2 separate regions of the Zea mays genome follow, and region 2 is linked to region 1. The links are chromatin contacts, called in public Hi-C maps. All regions are on one chromosome and are shown on one strand. Each heading gives the region's core, a stretch centred on a gene start, on an enhancer-like site or on the middle of the called end of the contact. The rest is flanking DNA. Distances are from core to core; before and after follow the strand shown. Region 1 has its middle 64 kb from the start of LOC100194056. Region 2 has its middle 19 kb from the start of LOC542192.

The links. Hi-C and Micro-C count contacts between places; a contact is called where the count stands out from the background.
Region 2: a Hi-C map of endosperm shows a contact between it and region 1, with 4 times the contacts expected there. The contact joins two enhancer-like sites. A contact is called at or near these places in 3 of 25 Hi-C or Micro-C datasets (ear, endosperm and leaf).

What each region holds. Positions count from the first base shown.
Region 1 is chr6:58,230,789-58,234,805 of Zm-B73-REFERENCE-NAM-5.0, reverse strand. No RefSeq gene overlaps it. Among protein-coding and RNA genes, the nearest start is that of LOC100194056, 64 kb to the left of the region's middle. Within about 2 kb of position 2,060, at least 18 of the 20 cell types and tissues checked have an H3K27ac peak or open chromatin away from gene starts, as enhancers often do. A contact at or near this core is called in ear, endosperm and leaf, where this site is marked.
Region 2 is chr6:58,482,746-58,486,762 of Zm-B73-REFERENCE-NAM-5.0, reverse strand. No RefSeq gene overlaps it. Among protein-coding and RNA genes, the nearest start is that of LOC542192, 19 kb to the left of the region's middle. Within about 2 kb of position 1,937, at least 19 of the 20 cell types and tissues checked have an H3K27ac peak or open chromatin away from gene starts, as enhancers often do. A contact at or near this core is called in ear, endosperm and leaf, where this site is marked.

The sequences.
Region 1 (4,017 bases), core at 811-3,310:
ATAGATATGTTGGATGAAGTATTGCTTCAAAAGCATTTAATGTTCCTCGCCCAATGATGGCATTGTAAGGATACTCCATATCAACAATATCAAAGACAACTTGCTCTGTCCTTGTATTGTGAACATAACTGAAGGTAATTGGCATGGTTATCTTGCCAAGTGCCATTATTTGCCTTCCTCCGAAGCCATAGAGGGGGTGTGTTGCATCATGTATCTTGTCATCCTGCTCCTGCATCTGCCTAAAAGCTTTTGCAAAGATGATATCTGCTGCACTGCCTGTGTCTACAAGGACATGGTGAACCAGAAACCCCTTGATGACACAAGATATAACCATTACATCATTGTGAGGATAATCCTTGAGCTGAAGGTCTTCCTGGGAGAAGGTGATTGGTATATGAGACCACATGGACTTGATGAAGGGTCCATGAACTCCAACATGTTGTACCCTTCTTTGTGCTTCCTTCTTCTGCTTCTTGTTGGTTGGTTCAGAACTTGGGCCGCCTGTGATTGGGAGCACCAGCTTCGTAGCTGAAGGTGCCACATCTTGGTTGCCTTGCAAAGCCATTGTCGCAGTCGTGGAAGTGAGTTTACCGGAGGTGGGCACCAATGTTAGTCACTTGTTCTCAGATGTTGTAGGTCAAGAACAAGGCAACACGATTGTAAATTATTACGGACCTTCATCTTCCGAAGCATTATCTCCACATGGGTATAATGCTCATCAGACGAAGGTCAAGAAGGACATACCTTCATCATTTAATATGTGAATAGGAATGTGAAAGGATAAAGACAGTAACTGTATTTCATTAATTCATTTATATTTGCATTCCATAAAATGTATATGAATATTAACAGTATTAATATTACATTGATACCTTCGTCTTGCTCGAAGGTAAAGACGCAAAAGAGTGATTACAAATCAGCGTGAACAATACGGTGTTACTATTCATCTATTTATAGGCACGGGACGCAGCCCGGGTAATATTACATTCATGACCCTCAACATTTATCTACAGACAACCTGAAATACTAAGGTCTATCTGGTCTTTCCTTCTTCTGCTTGACTTGAACCGAAGCTGATGGTAGCTTGGACATTTGTCAATATTGCTTCTACTCAAGGTCCTCGTCTTGAGAACCTTCAGTAGAGGAAAAGAGGATCTCTGTATCCCTTTGTCGAAGGTGTTTTTGCCTTGAGGACCTTCGGCGGAGAAGAAACCCCCAACAATATGGATTAGCTAAGTTTATTCCATTAATTTCATACTTAAAATTAATTTCTTTATTTAATTTTATGAATCACACAGAACCTAGGAGTGCAGATTGCAATACCTAAAACTTCGGGGTTTAATTTGATAAAATTAGGACTGGGTTGTAATAGCTTTATGTAACACTCAAAAATTTTAGTTTGGGATTCATAAAAATTTTATTCAAAACTATTTGAGTTAAACTATCATAGATTCCTTTCTTGTCAAAGTATATCTCACTAAAATAAATAAATAGTAATAACAAGAGCTTAGTAGGTTAAGAACTGAGATTCAAATCTGAAAAACTAAAGTTCAAGTTGAAATTACGGAACAATAGGTAAAAGAAACACTTTCAATCTATTTATTATAACTTTATAATTAGAGCACTCCTTAAACAATATTTGACTCAAATCATGGTGAAGTTTTTATATTAAATTTCTCCCAAACAAAATAAAGTAATGTGTGAATTATTCTCTTAAGAATTATGCATATAGAAACATTTATTTAGGTGAATAATTAACCAATAAATAAATAAAATAAACTTTGCATGGCATCCTGGATCTTTGACTGAGCATTGAATTAAGTTTGAAATTCAAACCTTGTTTGAATCTGCTTTAGAGTTCAAAATTTGAAAATAGAAATGAAATAAGAATTTGGAAAAAAAGAAGAGATGGTAACCCTGTGCTTGGGCCGAATTCCCTGCTTCTGGCCCACTTCTCCTCACGGTCAGGCCATCTCCACTTCTCTCCCCGCATGTCCCATTCCACTCCTTTCCCCTTTTCTTTTGTTTTGTCACACTTACGTGCGGGGCCCGCTTCGTCAACCTCCCACACTGCGTCCGCGTCCCATCTCTGCGCGCACGCGCACGAATCGATGCTGCGTGGGCCTGGCTTGCCAGAATCACCTTTCCCCCGTAACAAACCATGTTGGACTTCGTGTGTGCACTGGGAAATCTTCGCTCCCAGCTCTGGACCAAGGGAAACCCAACAGATCCCCCGTGACTGTCGTTGTTGATTGGATGCTATAGATTCACGCACTTCTCGGGGCCATGGAACCCCTCGGCTATATAAAAGTGCTTGGCTCCGTAACACCCCCTGCATCCTGCTGCCAGTGCCGGAAAGAGAGATAGAAGAAAATGGCTGCCACCCTAGAAAACCTATTGGCGACCGTCGGGTCCCCTATGGGCGGTCGGGGAGAGCCACCAGTGATGCCTGCATGTGGCCGACGTGGTTCTAGGCATGAGGACCCCCCAGTGGTTCGCCAATTTCTCAACGGAGTTGGGCGCCACGGCGGACCCGCACCAAGCCATGGTCGGGGGCTGTCGGCATGTTCATCCTGGTAAGAACACTCCTACCTAGTTCGTTCTGGTCTCTTCTACGCGTAGCACCATTCAGTTTGGGGTTTGGGGCTCTAGGGCGCAACATCACCTGCTCCGGCGAGTGCATCGCCATGGGAGCTCTGCTCCACCGCGCTGTCCCGCGTTCAAGCAGGAGGGAGACAGGAATCGCGCACCAGCCGTTGACCCTGGCGCGGGCGGTACAAATTAAAACGTAGCTTACCCCTTGACTTGATGGGTTGTGCGCCGTTTGATCGGGAACGAGGGGATAAGATTAGATCATGTTTGCATAAAATCCTGACCGTTGGTAAGAGATCCGGTGACCGGAAAAGCATATCGGTTCGGATTTTGATCCCGGTCGTCCGATCCAAATTATGCGCGTAAGATTTGATCGTAGTGTTTAAAATCTAGGCCGCTGATCTTGGGATCAACGGTTCTCAGTACATACCAGTTCGATTAAATAGTGATCTAATCGATGTCGTCCATTTGTGATCCAACAGATCTTAATGGTCAGTAACCCCTTCGCCCGAGCCGTTTTACAAAAGAGCCCCCACAGGTCATACAAAACAACCCACGGTCCTTCCACCTTTAAGAATCAAAACAAGCGGGTCCTGGAATTTAGGGTTTGAACTCTGAGCTCTCGGGATTTTGTTCCCTCGGTCCAAATGCTATTCAAATTTATGAGTAAATCCTAGAAATTGATTTTTAGTGTAACATAAATTCAGAAACTTTTGTAATTCATATTTAATCCACTGTAACTCCAATTTGACCCGTTCAAATTGCGATAGTTTTGTGATAAATTTGCCTACGCAGTAGTAACATTAGTTGTGACATACCCCACACTTTTAAAATTAGAAGTTTCCCTTTGAGTAGTAGATTTATTTTACTAATCAAGGATTGTTATGTATATAATTACAATTTTACTATAATATGATTTTTAAACAAGTTATAATATATATTAAAGATAAACTAAATATTTAGAATATATTCTCTCATATGATGTATATTAACCAATTTATAATATAGTTTAATATTTAACCACGGGGAATCTTCAGTAAATCATAACTCCGTAACCGTAACTCCGATTTTAGTGGTTCTCGAACCCACGATCTCATAGCAACACGTAGATTATTATTATGCAGTTTGTTCTTATGTTTGGTGTGATATTAATTTTGCCTATACCATGTTTGTTTGTATTTCTACGACTAGCAGTGAGGTCACGAGGATCTAAAGAATTATCCTGGTACCTGGAATCTCAAGTCCCAGGCAAGTTGTGCCCTTGATCACTTCTTTTACCCAATCATGTTCTTATTAATCATAATGATCTGCACTATTCGTTTTTGTACCATGATTCATCATATGTGTGAGACTTGGTCCCAGCACACCTTGTGATTATTTCGCGCCCGGGTTTTAGACCCCTAAAACCAGGGTGTGACATACTGC
Region 2 (4,017 bases), core at 688-3,187, 250 kb before region 1:
TCAAGAATATGAATTGAACGCGAGCATTCCTACCATATGATTGACCTATTATGCATGCAGTTAATATCAAAAGAAAATATAACATGCAAAACTAGGCATTTTAGGTAAAAACTAGATACAAGAAAATAGTTACACATATCTAAAAAGGAAATTCAATATGGGTGTGGAACTTGGGTCCAAAGTATTCACCAACCCACTTGCAATAGACTTGATCCAATATGATACATCCCATGATATACATCTCAATTTTGCCGAGTCTCCAAATTCCCCGATGTCCTTCAGACTTCTCACTTCCCTCTTGGGATCCATACCTTCTTGGTGCTTTTCATGGTTGGGATAATCTCCTTTGGCACCCAGATGCGTTTGGCCCCTTTTCCTTTATTGGCTTGCTTGTTGGCCTTGATTGCTATCACCTTTCCATTCTTTTTCTTCTTGATCAAGTATGGTGTAGCATTCTTTTTATCCACCCTGTTGATGTAGGTGTTGGAGATTTTGCTTCTTGGCTTTTGCTTGAGCTTTTCCTTTTGCTTATCCCCGGTCATCGCCTTGCATTGGAGACTTGTGGCCTTACTCGTGGAATAGCCTACAAATCATAGTTTCTTCCTGCACAGGCTTGTTCACACCTGCATAGGTGTTATCCTGAGGAGGTTGGCTTTGTTTGGCTTTGCCTTTCTTGTCATATAGATCCTTGCCAAGGCGAGCCACTTCTTGCTTTAATTGCTCATTCTCCATTGCAATCTCATCTAAACATGTTTCTATAACAACATTCTTAACAAGAACTTGATTGTAGGGGTTAGAATCATTAATGAAATCAAAGTAAGAAGTAGAAGCATCTGTCTTAATAATTTTAGGTATTTCAACCAAAGATACTCCTCGGGTGCTACCGATGTTTTCTAACTTGGTGGTTAACTCATTATTATGTATGCTAAGAATTTCCATTTTTCCTAGGAAGTTTTCAATGGCTTCTTGAGAGCTAGCTAACTTAGCCTTAAGTTCTTCATTCTTTTTAACCAGGCCATCATCGGTAGCTGAGGATGGAGCACTAGACTCTAGTTGCTCAATTTTAGTTGATAGCTCACAATTCAAATTGCAAATGTTTCAAATTTTTCTAGTAAACATTTATAATCATTTTGAGAGCTAATCAACTTATTTTTAGAGTTTTAGGTTGAGCCTTTTGTTTAGAGCATGCATCCTAAAAAAAATTTACGGCTTCCGTAAGCTCATCTACGGAGGCCTTTCCCTCACCTTCATCATCACTACTCCTATCATCACTAGAGGATGGAATACTCATTTTACCTCTTACCATAAGGCACTTCGTGATGACCGTGATGAACTGTAAAGCCCAAAAATTTGTATCAGAGAAAAATAATGATACAAATAAATAAATATAATTATGCTAGTGTTTTGGTTTTTTTTGGAGATTTATTAGTTCCCTTCCTTTTCATAATCAGATAATAATATTAAATTAGTCAAGTAACCAATAAATAAATAAAGAAATGTGCATCTCATGCTGATAAATTTGTTGGGATGCATTTTATTGAAATAAAAGAATCATAACTTAAATTTGACCTCAAATTATAAATGAGAATATAAAACAGAAAATGAGAAAGTAAATTGTAATAAAGTCATTTATTACTAGAATTAAATAATAGGAAGGAGAATAAATAATAATATTGAAAATAGTAGGATTTGTATTCACATTTGGATTATATTTTAGATTGGACATTTGAAATTCAAAACAGAAATTTGAATTGGCTTGAATATTTGAAATTGAAATAGGAAAAATAAAACCAGAAAAAGAAATAAAAAAAGGAAAAAAGACTCACCTGGGCCGATTTCTCTCCCCCTCGGCCCAATACCATTTCTCCCACCGCGCGGCCCACTCCGCTTGTTTCCTTGGTCCTGCGCGTCAGGCCTCTGTCGGGTGGGCCATAGTTGTCAGCCAATGCCATCACCCCTGCTCGCACGCGTCCGACTTGCTAGCGCTCGCTGACTTAGGACCCACTGCTAGAAGCTTGCTCACACGCGGACTGTTTCCTTGCGCCGCTGTCGTATGGGTCCAGATGGCCAGTCGGACTCCTCCCTCCCCATCGCGCGACGACGAGCTCGGAACGGCCGATGATCTGTCCATGAAACTCTCGCCAGTCGTTGCTCTCTATCTCCTCGGGTCTGGGTATAAAGCTCAGCGCCCTCGCGCCTCCCATGTTCATCAAACCGTAGCACCCGTGTGACGTCGCCGCGGTGTAGAAACTTGTCCGTCGCCGTTGCCACATACTAGAGATTGCCGCCGACTTAGGGAAAAAAGATGCGCTCGGGGAAGCTTTGTCAAGGGTTTTCAGACGTCTCCGCATGGAACTTCGGGGGCGTGGGCGGCCAGGGCTCGGCGAATTTCTTGCCGGTGAATGAATCCGCCGCGGACGACCCACTCTCCGTGGTCGGGCTTCTGCGCTTCGTCCCTGCCGGCTGCCGGTTAGACACCTTTCCCCTGCATTCGTTGTCTTACACCGCACACAGGAACTAGTTTGATGTCCACATTCAGGTTGAGCATGGCTCCCATCAGCCCACATCCCAGTTCAGTGCCGAACATGTCGGATAGCTCAACTTCGAGCAAAGTTTTTCCTAGATCGAAATAAGGACAGGGAAATCCTTCTTAACCGAAATTGTTTCTCAACAACAGATCTTCAGGTTTGATATAATGATTACCCACCAAAAGTTCGAAAATTTAGAAACTAAAGAGGTCCAAAATTGAGAAGAACCTGCTGCTTTCTAAATTCTTTAGTGAACTGAATCAAACTTCAGATTCTAAACTGAATTCGACACCAGACTGAACCCACATCTTCCACTCCTTGCATCACATGATTCCAAATGATACCAAAGAAATGACCTAAATACAAATTGCTCTCCAATATACCCTTTAACTCTTTGCTATACAGCTCGAATCTCCATGGACTAGGTATAGGGGAGCTTAAAAACCCAATGAAAAACACTGAATTTCAGATTCAGTTTACTGAACCTATTGCTGAAATCCTAGTCTGACAGCACAGCTACAAGCAATCTTTCTCCCAGTTCTTAGTAACAACAAGCCAACCTTGGTTCACAAAACATGTTCACAACACCAAACTCTACAAGTTTTCTGTAGAAGCCCTAAGCTAAATACTCACAGATCAAGAGTTATAGTGCCCCGAAGTTGGGTAAAAACACTAGAATTCAGCTACAGCTAACTGAACAAGAAACTGAACACATATGCCTGACAAAGAATGTTTGGGCACAGTTTACTCCATTTTTTGTGCAGCACCAAACAAAATTTTCTTAAGAAGATTTGATCACCATTATATGGTCTTCAACTTTGCTGCAGAGATATACCCCAGAACTCCATGTACCAGTCACAAAGAAGCTCCAAAGTTGCACCAAAAACACTAAAATTCAGATTTAGTAAGCTGCACTAAGTCTGAAATCCAATTCTGTCAGCTCCACTTTAGACCACCTTTTCTCCAAGTTCCAAGTAGCTTTATGGGTATGACCTTTAACCAAACTTTCACACCAACATATGGTCTTCAAACTTGCTACAGGAAATTCAGTCCAAAACCATATAGATTAATCACAACAGAGCTCCAAACTAAGCACTAAAATACTGATTTCAGACTTGGGCTAAATCCGAAAACTCAGAATTCAAACAGCTCTACTTTGAGCCACTTTTACTCCAAGCTGCATATGGTTTTAGGGGCATCCCACCTAATACAGTATGTTCTCCTATGTTCATGCTACAGGTTTTTCATAGTAACCATAATGTATAACTCTATGGATAGAGCAGTAGAGAGCTCCAAAGTTAGTTAATTGACATTATTTTCAGCAAATCCCAAATTGCACCAAAACTGAATTTTTGCAGTTTACTTCAAGTTTTCCTATAAAACTTGGTCATCTCCACACATGGAAGTTGTTCAACTTTCCAAGCTTTACCACTTTGGTATATGGACTTTTGACAACTTCTCACTAGATTTTAAATTCCACTTTTCGGGC